Linked DNA regions of Mus musculus: region 1 is linked to region 2. The links are chromatin contacts, called in public targeted proximity ligation maps. All regions are on one chromosome and are shown on one strand. The core of a region is the stretch at or near the end of the contact, and the rest is flanking DNA. Distances in the headings are between cores, read along the strand shown. Region 1 overlaps Nsmce2 (NSE2/MMS21 homolog, SMC5-SMC6 complex SUMO ligase). Region 2 has its middle 23 kb from the start of Mtss1.

Evidence for each region.
Region 1: a targeted proximity ligation map of pancreatic cancer cells shows a contact between it and region 2. A contact is called at or near these places in 2 of 130 datasets of targeted methods (microglia and pancreatic cancer cells).

What each region holds. Positions count from the first base shown.
Region 1 is chr15:59,518,657-59,525,037 of GRCm38.p6, forward strand. All of the region lies in intron 4 of Nsmce2 (NSE2/MMS21 homolog, SMC5-SMC6 complex SUMO ligase), which reads left to right. Among named protein-coding and RNA genes, the nearest start is that of Gm36677, 96 kb to the right of the region's middle.
Region 2 is chr15:59,102,194-59,107,863 of GRCm38.p6, forward strand. No RefSeq gene overlaps it. Among named protein-coding and RNA genes, the nearest start is that of Mtss1, 23 kb to the left of the region's middle.

The DNA of each region.
Region 1 (6,381 bases), core at 530-3,029, 410 kb after region 2:
ATAAATGATTACATCCCTAGAACTTTATATCTTCAAAGATCTCGAAGTAATTGATCCATATAACATCCCTGGGAGTTAGTAGGTGGGGATTCTTGCCCTTTTTTTTTTTTAAGTTGGGAAAAACCCAGAGATACTCAGTCACTTGCTCCAGGCAATATGGCCTTTACATCAACAGTCTGCTTTTAAATCTGTAGTTTTCTTTATCTAATCAAACTCAAACTAGAGCTTTATCACCCGTCTTAGCTTACTATACCACGTTTTCCATTTGACTTCCTTATAAATCTCAGTAGTAATCTTGTCGTGGGTGAGCAAGCTAGCAGATGACAAAGCCCTGCAGATGGTGGGGTGTTATTAGACGCGTTCTCACGACCGGCCAGGAAGAACACCACAGACCAGAATCTTCTGCGGCAAAGCTTTATTGCTTACATCTTCAGGAGCCAGAGTGCAAGAAGCAAGAGAGAGCGAGAAGCAAGAGAGCAAGAAGCAAGAGAGAGAGAAAAGCAAGAGAGAGAGAAAACGAAACCCCGTCCCTCTTAAGGAGCATTCTCCTTCGCCCCGGACGTGTCACTCCCTGATTGGCTGCAGCCCATCGGCCGAGTTGACGTCACGGGGAAGGCAGAGCACAAGTAGTCATAAGATACCCTTGGCACATGCGCAGATTATTTGTTTACCACTTAGAACACAGCTGTCGGCGCCATCTTGTAACGGCGAATGTGGGGGCGGCTCCCAACATCGGGGAAGGGACAGAGATTCAGCCACATCTCCATCCTAGTGTAGATATTCAAGGGGAGAGTGCTCATCTTCCAGTGAAGATGTGACATCATTTCAACTCACAGACCAGCTACTCACTTACCGCAGTCGCCTTTGATATTCTGAGGGGACTTTAGCACTTCATGCAGCAACCATAAGCAGTCATGGGAGTTGCCATAAATGTGTGTGCATGTGTATGTTTTTGTTTGTATATATGTAAATGCATATAAGAAGACTGTGCAGAGGAGTAGACAGAAAATCGGCTTTCGAGTAAACTCTTGGCTGAAATTCCTCCCAAGAAGGAATGAGTGACACTGGGCAGGAACTTCAGCTTCCAGCAGCCTGGGAAGGGTTAGATCTTGATATATCACAGCTACCCTGCGTGGAGTTTGACAAGTCCCTGCTTCATAGACAAAGAGTAATCATGCTGAAATGGCCATTGACTTTTCTGTTGAATGGCAGGCCCTGGTAAATTCAACTCTTGAAGTGTTACAGCCTATTAAAGAAGCTAGTGAGCATTTCAGTCCTGAGCCATGAAGGTACTGGTCCCACCCCTTACTCATGGACAGATATGGGAAGGTGATTCAGTAGGTCAGCTGTCAGTGTGTGCCTTCCAAAACATTATAGTCATGTTACAGTAAACTTTTTATATTTGTTGCGTCACAAAGATTTATTGAAGTGATAAAAGTTATTATGGAAAACAGTGTGCAGTAACTATGGCAACAGTTATTTGATCTCACAGTAATTAGCTGAGCATTTGGTTGCCCAATACTTTTCACAATGCCTTCCTGGTTAGTTCATTAAACAAAATTAGCTTTTGTTTGAACTGTCTTCCTACAGCGTCCTAAATTTGATTTTAGTTCAAAAGAATTAGAAAGTGTATTTTAAAACTACCTTTCCAACTTTTGGGTTGTAGCCATTATTTGAAGTCATAACTTTTTAATTTAATCCTCTATTTATGTACTACAGTGTGCTATGATTCATTGGTTCATCCTCTGAGTTTCAGTGTAGCAGAGTATCCTGAGAGATGAACAGTGTGGTTGAATGATCCTGTGGTAGCCCATGCCTGGATGCCAGCTTGTGTCCTTCCTATGTCTCCACTCAATTCTTGTGATACTGTGTTACTGTACCATGGGTGTCCCATGATCACATGAATTACTTTGTTAACAGTCTGTGTCTCCCCCTGGCACCTGGAGCTGGGCACTGCCTAGCTTTGCTGAGATTCGCTCACCTTGCTGCTCTTGCCGTGCTCCTAGGGACACAGGCTGTGCTCCTTCCTCTTTCTGCATGCAGGTGAGTCATGCAGATAGTGATGTCATCCTTGGAGGACTTCCTCTTGAGACGGGGGCCCTCAGACTTTCTGCCTTTCCTGTCCTCTGTCGCTCCACTTGCAGAGGTGAAGAGGGGCACACCCAAAGAAAATGTCGTGCATTCAAGATTTCAAATCAAAACTCATGAAATATGAAATGGAAAGAGGAGGATGTTCGGATGTTCCAGAATGAGTTAGTGTGACTTTTTTTTCTAATTCAGCAACTGGGGTTAGAAAGGTTGCTCCCCAGTTTAAGGGCACTTGCTGTCTTCCAGAGGACCTGAGTTGGGTTCCCAGCACACAGGTTGGACAGGCCACAGCTGCCAGTGACTCCAGCTCCAAGGGAATCCAACATCCCCGGCCTCATGCCTACACTTCAAAAGAGTAAAAATAAAACTTTAAGTTCAGTAAATGTTCCTTGTATTTCATTTTAATCCTTGTCAGCTCAGTTCCGTGATACACACACACACAACTAGCTTTTAAAAACTTTCCAAGTTTTTTATGATTTTTTTTTCCTCATTTAACTTCCAATTGCCTGCCAATTTTCAGTTGAGGAAAGTTTTTCTTACATAAAAACAGAGCCTTTCCAGTTCTGAGATTAAGACTATTGGTTTCTGTTTAGGATGACTCTATCTTAGGTCTCCATCCATAACCATTGGCAGAACTCTGTTAAGAGCTTACTTGTCCCTGTTCTTGCTGTTGAAGATTTTTAGGACGATTTGTCCAAAATGAAAGCAGTATTAATTCCCGTAGGTAGCCTCGGTGCCTGGCTCATCTTTTCTGCTGTCTTCCCCATCACTGTCTATATTCTGGATGCTTTGAGCATCATAACTGGTGTCAAGGACCCACATGCATTTCCCTCCCACACGCTCTTTCTCTCCCTAGAGTAACATCGTTTGGAAATTTGAACATCCTTTGATACAACCTTTACTGGATGGAACTTCTGTGAAATTTCTCTTGCTTTCCCTCGTATTATCACCTGCTCCCCCGTCATGCCCCGGCTGTCCTGTGCCTGATTCTTGGCCACGATTATCACCATATTACAGTTAAAGGTTAAAACACTGTTGCCTGTGGGCTGTGAACTCCAGGAAAGAGATACTACTCTCTGCTTCTCCCGAGTCGTCCATAGGCTGTGACCAGGTTATAGCCAAGCAGATCAGTGGGCTAGCCTCACCTCACGACCTCCTGACCCTCTGAATCCTAGTCATTTCTATTGTTCATTTTACTGTCCAAGATCTGCCACGGTAGGTGTTCACCCTCCTGGCTCTTCCAGTTTTGCATTCCTTTCCTGGGCCTCCAAAATGTTCTGTACATGGACCTCCAGTGCTCTCAGGAAGGAGGGAAGACAGGAGCTGTTATTTATTGGTTCTCTGCTGCTCATCTCGGTGATTCAGCCCAACCTACACTGCATACTTGGCCCATTTACTAGAGCAGTCACCAGCACTCTGTGCTCCTTTGATCACCTCACCTCCCACTGTGCCATCGGTCCAGCCAGCCCCTGTCTTTTGTCCTGCTCCAGTGCTCCAGGACTCTTAACTGAAACACAAGCTCTTCCAGATTGAGCCTTCTACAGACTGGCTGCTCAGACAAAGATCACCTAATCTGCCCAGCTCCCAACCCTGTGAGCTGCCATTGCCAGGCATGGCTTCATTATAGTCTTCCAGGGAGCCCTTACCAGCGGAGCAAAACTAAACTCGTTCAGATCTTCTCTTCTGCCATACTGTTGCTGAGCCCGTTTCCTGTTCCCTGGCGGCCTTCCATGAGTCCCTCTGATGGCAAGTCCCCTTCTCGCTTGCTTCTGCAGAGCAAAGGACTGGTTGTTTTGAGGCCCTACTTCTTGCTTTACTTTTGGTCACACTGCATCTTCTGCCCACTCCGCTGTCCTCCTATCTCTGGCTACAGAATATCACTTAGATAAGAGCACACAACGATGTTTCATGTATTTTCCCTGATGATGTACACAGTGCCTGGTACAGTGTCTGCCATGGTGGAAAGCCCACGAACATTTGAACAGAGAAGAAGCCAAAAGACAAAGGAGAGTAGATTGGACCCTGCTGCTGTTCTATGTGCATGTACGCATTTCCTTTTTAAGGTTTCATTGTGTATATTCATCAGCGTCTATTTTCTTCTCATCCCTAGAAGCCCAGTGAAGTTAGTGCTGTCATCCCTGATACGTATGTGCAGAGAAAACTCATAGAAGTCACTCTGCTTGTAGGGGGAAGAACTTCCTGTCTTTCACAAGCCTGCTCGATGCCGTCACTTCTGAAAAGCCTTAGTATGCCCCTAGCCTTCCATGGCACTGTTCACTCATGGGCGTCTCTACAGAAATGACATTGTGCGTGGCTCCTGTGCCAGGTGCATTACGCCCTCCTCCTTGCCACTGCTTACATGAGGGCTTCTGGTATGTGGGGTCTTTGACAGTTTTCACTTTCTGTCTCACACTCCATATGCCAGTCTTAGCTCTATAACCTCAGACAAGTTATGAGTTCCTCAGGTGGGTGGAAGTGTTTCTTCTTTTATGTGACCCTTGTTGGACATACATAAGGGATTGTTGCGTAGTGACCATTTCCCGTCTGCTGAGTTGGAGGCTCTGGGACATGAGTCTGGTAACGTCTTCATCACTAGGCTGTTCTTCAGATCTCACTTGCATCTTTCTGTTGTTCCCTGCAGAGGGCCTCCCCTTCTCCAGTAGCCTGTCTGCCTCTTCCAGTCAAGCACTGGTAGTCCTTAGATATGACGAATATGGTGACTAACTGAGAAGCCTCTTTGTAAAGACCTCAAAAGCAATCACAGGTTTAAATGTGTGTTTGCAGATAAATACATACATATGTTTGCATATAAACAAAGATTTTGTCATCTTCTTTAAGTGCTTAACTCGCATGTGCTTACTAAGACATCTCTGCAGACTGTAAATTAAAAGAATAGCCAGCCACCGAGAGTTCCAAGACCAAGAGTTCCAAGACAAAAAATCCGCAAAAATTCTTTGAAAAATTTTTGGCTAGAAAATTATTTTAATTGACTTTTTAGTACAACTTTTGATGTTAAATATAATGTCAGTGGCAGAGAATCTAAAATAATAAGCATACTTGGGATCTTTAAAAATCCATTGTCAGTGTCCACCATGTGCAGATTTTAGTTGATTATAGTGAAATGACTGGCGGGGAGAAAGAAAGGTGTTCTAGTAAGTACTCATAAGGAATTCCAGAAGCTTCTGGGAGCTAGGACCACTGGTTCTGGAGGCACTGCACCATCTTTGGGTTCTCCAGTGGCATGGAGGGCTGCTTCTGAGCAGGCCTGGCCCTCCTCTCAGGTTTGCTTCTCAGCTTTCCCTGGTTCCTTTGGAGGAGAGGAAGTGTGTGTGTGTGTGTGGGGGGGGGGGGGGGTCTGGAGAAGCCTGAGGGCAGAACCCATGGGTTGCTGAAGTGAGCGAGCCCTGTGGTTGCCATGCCAAGGCCTGGCTGGTGCTGGCTCAAGCTCCGTGTTTGCTTTGTGGGAGCATGCCGGAACTGACCTTTCACTTGCCCTTCACGCTCTGGGTGACTCAAACGCTGAGCCATTGTTTTAGGAACTGATTATGCTTTGACAGTATGGCAGAGGTATTTCCTCAGTGCTGGGCCGAGGCTGGGAGGTGGGTAGATTTTGGTATGATTTTGCTTCAATTGGGAGGACCGCTTTTCTCTTTCTTTGGGTATTGTTTTGCTTTTTCCATCTGTAATACACATGCCAGTCCCAGATGCTGAAATTCACCTGAACCTGTCCAAAAATTGCCAAGAGATCTTGTAGCTTTCACTGGCAGCTTGTAGCCTTAGTGTGGCATTTCTGTTAAAGGCTCACTCTATCCTTGCCATCATATGGAGGCCAAGAGTCAAAACAGACAAATGTGGAAATGTAAGCCATATAAAGCTCTGTGCTTGTAAATCTTCATAGTAGAGCAACTATAACAGTGTGAAGGGAGGCTTTTATTACGTAGATTCATGGAATCTGCCCTCTCTGAAAGTTTGGAGTTGCCGGTTAAATACGTATGTATTTTTCAAAGGAAATCATCAAAAAGGACATTCCGCTCTTATTACAAAGTTATTTTAGGGGTAAATATTTTGATAGATGTGGTTCGGTGCACCTGGGAGCTGAGCCGTAGCTTGAGGCGGTTAGAACAGATGGAGCTCTGAGATAGTTCAAGGCTTGGGTTTTCCCCTGTGCAAGCACATGGCTGGTGGGCCGCAGGAACCTTAACTTTCTCCATGCTGATGTTAGAAAAGTAGCTTTCTTATGGAAAGGTCTCATTACTGAAGCGTTCGGGGACCATCGTAGGTCTTCTCTGAAAT
Region 2 (5,670 bases), core at 2,693-5,192:
AGCCAACCAGATTGTGAATCCATCAATGAATGGTGCAACCCACTGATGTAAGAGACCTTGCGATCATATCACTCCCCCTAAGTCCCATCTCTTTACATGAGTGGGGACTCTTAACACATGAGCCTTTTGGAGAGAGACTTTATAACCAAAGCATAACAGCTAACAAATGTGCACAGTAGACTGAGCTAGAGATTAGGCAAGAGTAGCCACAAGAATGGCTAATGTTTTTTGAGCATCCAGTCTTCATATGAAGCCTTAGATGTTTTGTTTTGTTTTGTTTTATCATGAAACACTTCTTGCCAGATTAAAAGAAGCCAAGTCATTTGCTGAAGGTCAGAAAGCTATGACGGCGGGGTGAAGGGCCTGCCTGTCTGTTCCACTGCAGATCCTGCTGGCCTGTTGCTTCTGCGAGCCCTGTTCTCCTTGGCTGAGTAAAAGGCACTGATGTGTTTGAGTGGCACGTTGCTTTATATTTGGGTTTGTGCCCCAATGGAGTTGTGTTTCCAGTAGATTCCAATGGGCCTAGGGAAAGAGGCTAGATCAGGACCTAGGGCCTGGGTCCAAGTCCAAATAAAGCTGCAGCTCTGGCCTTCTCAGCAGTTTTGTTGACACAGCTCTGTCCTTCCTGTCCCAATGACAGCATTACTAGTTCAGGGCTGCAGTAAGAACAGAACCCACCACCATGATGGAAAAAACTCAGCAGCTAATCTCTGTCCTGGTGTGTCCCTATAGTTCTTATGTGCCTTTGTCTAACCCATGAGGTCAGATGCCATCAGTCCCCACTGTCCACAGACGAGGGAACTGAAATCGTGAGTCATTTGTCCAACCTTATCATGGTGTAATGGATCCAGGACTCTACCCTTTCAGTCGAGAGTCTGGGCCGCTGCAGACTGAGGCCAATGGCATCATTTGTGTAGGGACACAACCATGGGCACTTTGTCACACTGAATCCTGTAGCTTGCCTTGATGTCTCTCTTACAGTGCCACCCAACAGAGGCTCTACATTAGTGGTTCTCAGCCTTCCTAATGCTGCGACCTTTTAATCCAGTTCCTCGTGTTGTGGTGAAACCCAACCATAAAATCATTTTCATTGCTACTTCATAACTGTAATTTTGCTACTGCTATTCATTGTAATGTAAATATCTGATTTTCTGATGGTCTTAGGCAACCCCTGTAGAAGGGTCAGTCTACCTTCAAAGAGGACCCTCAGGTGGAGTGTTAGATGCTGCTCTTACTGATGACCCACTGATTGCTCTGATGGCTTCTGTCAACTCACTCAGGATCTGCTATAGACTCCCAAGCACTTGGGAATCTACTTGAATTTAGTCCCCTGGTTTCATTCACCCAGGGTCATGAGCTGAGAAAGGCTACATACAACACAGGGTTATCATTTACTCTGTTTCATCTGGCTTTTGTTCATTTCTGCCTGGTGCCTAATAGTGTTCTTAACTGGGTTTGGATGTGCTGTTAAATGAAAAGAGTGCTGTTCATTGGTTCGAGGAGAAGGAGGAGGAGGAGGAGAAGGAAGAAGAAGAAGAAGAGGAAGAGGAGGAGGAGGAGGAAGAAGAAGAAGAAGAAGAAGAAGAAGAAGAAGAAGAAGAAGAAGAAGAAGAAGAAGAAGAAGAAGAAGAAGAAGAAGAAGAAGAAGAAGAGAGCATATTTGTTTCTTGCCTCCACAGACCTAGATATGTAACAGGTTCTTCTTGTACTTCATTTGGGTTGCTTTTACTGATTATCCCAAATAAAGCTCCCTCCCCATAAAGGCTTCTCAACAGCCATCAAGCTTGTGTGGTCTTCACTTTTCTCTTCCTCTAGAGGTCACCCACTTCTCCCTGACATCATTTCCAGGAAACCCCTCCCCACCCCGCAGCAGTTCTAAGGAACCCAATTCATAGGCAGAAAACTGTGGGATCCAGTTCCACTGCCCTGCAGTTGCTTTTTGGGTCGTTCATTTTCCAGCTTGGCACTAATAGCTTCTGTAGAACTCTCCTGGGATGTGGGCTACTTTGTGTTTGTAAGCCATCTTTCCAGCATAGCCTATCAGGTTCCAAGTACCCTGTACTTTTCCCTTAAAGACAACTGATCAATCACATCAAGGCTTCACCCACCAGAAGGCGTGACCAACAGTGTCACCTTGAGAATGCCCTTGTGACTTGGGATGCTCATACAGGACTCCACTGAGGCTGACTGTGTGACGGGATGATTCTAGGGATTGTGGGGATTTTGACTGCTATCATTCTAAAGTGGGGTGGAATACGAAGTAGGAAATGCAATTGTTCAGGAACAGGCTAAGAAAAGAGGAAAGGAAGGAAGTGTTAAGGCTGAAGAGAGGAAGGTCTGCTCTCCTAGAGCAGTGGCTGGGCATCCGCCCAAAGCCCAGGTGGCCATTCTGTTGCATCATGGCTCTGGTTGGCAGCATGTGTAGGCAGAGAGAAGTTTCTAGAAGTGTAACTCAAGCTTCTATTTTGTAGCAGGCCATCGTCCACTATTTATCTCAGTTTCAAGAATTTGGGGAAGTATTTCTCTTTATCCCATGCCCTAGTTTGCTATCTATTGCTATGATAAAACATCACGACTAAAAGCAACTTCTGGAGCAAAGGATTTATTTGGCTTCCATGTTCCAGGTCCCAGTTCATCACTGATGGAAATCACAGCTGGAATTCACAGGGCAGGAACCTGGAGACAGGAACTGAGGCAGAGACTAAATGCTTACCGGCCTGCTCACAGTGGCTTTAATCTGATTTGAAAGAAAACAAAAACAAAAACAAAAACAAAAACCCAGGGTTACCCACTTGGGTTGGAACTGCCCACAGCAGATTGGGCCCTCTCTTATTCATCATCAGTGAAGAAAATGTCCCCACCGGCTTTGCCGATCTGGTGGAGAATTTTTCTCAACTGAAGTTTCCTTTCCCTAGATGGACCAGGAATTGTGTCAAGTTGATAAAAACAACAACAACCACAAGAGTTAATCAGGACACCCCAGAGAAGGAACCATCAGTTGATGTCTTTCTTTCTTTCTTTCTTTCTTTCTTTCTTTCTTTCTTTCTTTCTTTCTTTCTTTCTTTCTTTCTTTCTTTCTCTCTCTCTCTCTCTCTCTCTCTCTCTCTCTCTCTTCTTCTTCTTATTATTATTATTATTATTATTGTTGTTGTTATTATTTTACTTAGAAGGATGGTGAGTGACTTAAAAGCAGATCCACTGAAGCTCACAAAGGTGATTCAATGAGTCCTTGAATCCCAAGGACTCGTTGCATAACTTTGGCAAGCTTGAGTCCCAAGATCACATAGAGTTGAGCGGGAGCAGGAAAGATAGAGCGACTGAAATCTTAGGTGGGAAACAGGGCCCTTTCCCCTACTCCTTCTAAAGGGAGTGTTAACGGTCCTGATGTTGTGTGGGTTTCGCACATGGAATCACAGCCTCTCCATTTTCAAGATTACAAGCGTGTTAGCCCAGACAACAGTGTTCTACAACAGTGGCCCAGAGCGTGGTTACAGAAAGTTATTACTGGTTTATTATGTTCGTTGGAGAAACAACACTCCATGAATCCAGGTGACTTGGCCAATGGCATGCAACTAAGTGACATTCTTCAATTCCAAGTTTATTAGCCAGAGCTAAGCCTCTCAGTCTATTTCCCTCCAGGCTGAAAACGCAAGCAGACCAATGGCCAAAGCATTAGGGACTCCCTGCATTTCTTCATCTACTTCCTCTGAGGCTCTTGCTTATGGAATTCTCTCTGTTGCTGCCTCTTGGTGCCCAGTCACTAAAACCACTTTCAAATGACAATGTGGCACCCACCCTGGGAAGATGGAGTCTCTGTGACAGAAGACCTTGATGAGAGGGGATCCCCTGAGTCAGGAAGAGCAGACAATGGACGTGCTACAAGGAAGAAAGGGGACAGGCGACATGAGTCATCTTGCGTGCTTAACCACAAAGTGCCCGAGGAGGCCTCTGTGGTGTTTGTTTCCATGGCTCCCCACCCACCGGCAGTGTTCATTTCCTCAGGGGTAGTGTACACTCTAGGCATTCTTCTCAAACATTTGCCGAGTGTTTCCATGGCTGATGGACCGTTATGATGAGGCTCATCCACATAGAATAATGTAAACACACTCCCTGGGCAAGGACAAAATTTCACTTTTTTCTTACATCAAAGTCTATGGGTGGCCCTGTGGCAGACTCCTGTCGGGTCCATGGTGTAGCCAGGAATCTGGTTCCTGTGTTACCTTCTAGCCTATGTCTTGTTTCCCTGAAGTTCCCTTGTGGTTCAGGATGCCTACCAAAGGTTTGAATGAGAAATGTCCCCCCAAAAATCACAAATCTGAACACTTGGGTCTCCCATTGGTGGTGCTGTTTGGGAGAGGTTATAACATGTTTAGGACGTGGGTTCTTCACTGGGGGTGAAGTTGAGGTGTTGACAGTTGCAGTTGGCTGCAAAATAAGAGTCTGTTTCAAGCACACACACACACACACACACACAGACACACAGACACACACACACACACACACACACACACACACAGAGAGCAAAAAGTCAGGGTATTATGTGTTCATCCCACTAAATGTCACAGTCACCCATAAGTCTCCCTCAAAGATGGGCCCTCTGCTCTCTCCTAAACCCTGCTCTAATGAGGGGGTGGAGGGTACTGTCTCATGAGGCACCAGTGAGCTATCTGCTTCTGTCAGCAGCACCCGTATTCCTGAGGCCTTCAGCCCACGGAACCAGGATATGCAGTGGGTGGAGTGGAGTAGCAGGGCATGGAGGTCTAATCTCAAGCTTCATAATCAACAGATGACAGCAGGGGCTTTGGATGGACATTCCTGCCCACCCCTTCCTGTCTCACAGAATCCAGGTCGAATTGCATATCTTTGGCAAGCTTCATTTGTGCCCCTTAAAAAAAAAATGAGAAGAACATCAGCAGCCTGGCTAGGGGTTCTGGATCGCATCACCATTGTAGGCTGAGTGTCTATTTGCTGGGGACAGGGCCCTCCCTGTGCAGCACAGGGTGTTCAGCCTCTAAGGTGTCTACCTTGTAGCACCCACAGGTTTTGACAGCCTGAACTATCTCCAGACATTTTTTACATGTCCCTAGGTGAACTGAACCAATGAGCTAGTTAGTGGTAAGGACAAGGTGTGCGAGTTACATGATTGTTTAGTAGATGTAATAACTATTGTCCCACTCTTATTTATACTGTGAAAGCATCTATTCAAAGAAAGTGTAGCCTCCTTGAAGAGGAACAAGACCCTACAGGAACTATTTCTGACTCTAGTCTGGCAAAGGCAGCAAGGGAATTCTTTGTCACTATAAACAAGGTCTTCTGTGAACCCCACCTGTTGTGAAGGGTCGCAATGCTAGGAATGTCGGTTGGGACATTCTTAAGCAAGTTGTGTGTGTGTGTGTGGGGGGGAACATCTGTTGTTAGCTGCCCACTTCCTGTGACCTGATTTAGCTCTAGAAGGATTGCCTACCTTACTGCCAACCATGTGTTTTGCCTAACGCTGACCTCTGTGTTGGTGCTGGTGGTTAATCGCAAGAGTAAGATCCAATCACCTGGGGGAAGTCCTCCTGTCTGGTGACAGTGGCTAGTCAGGGAATGGCAACAGAGTATGAGCCAAAGCCTGCCTAGAAAACCCAAGGGTGTTTTCTCTGGTTAATGTAATAATGGAGTTGTTTG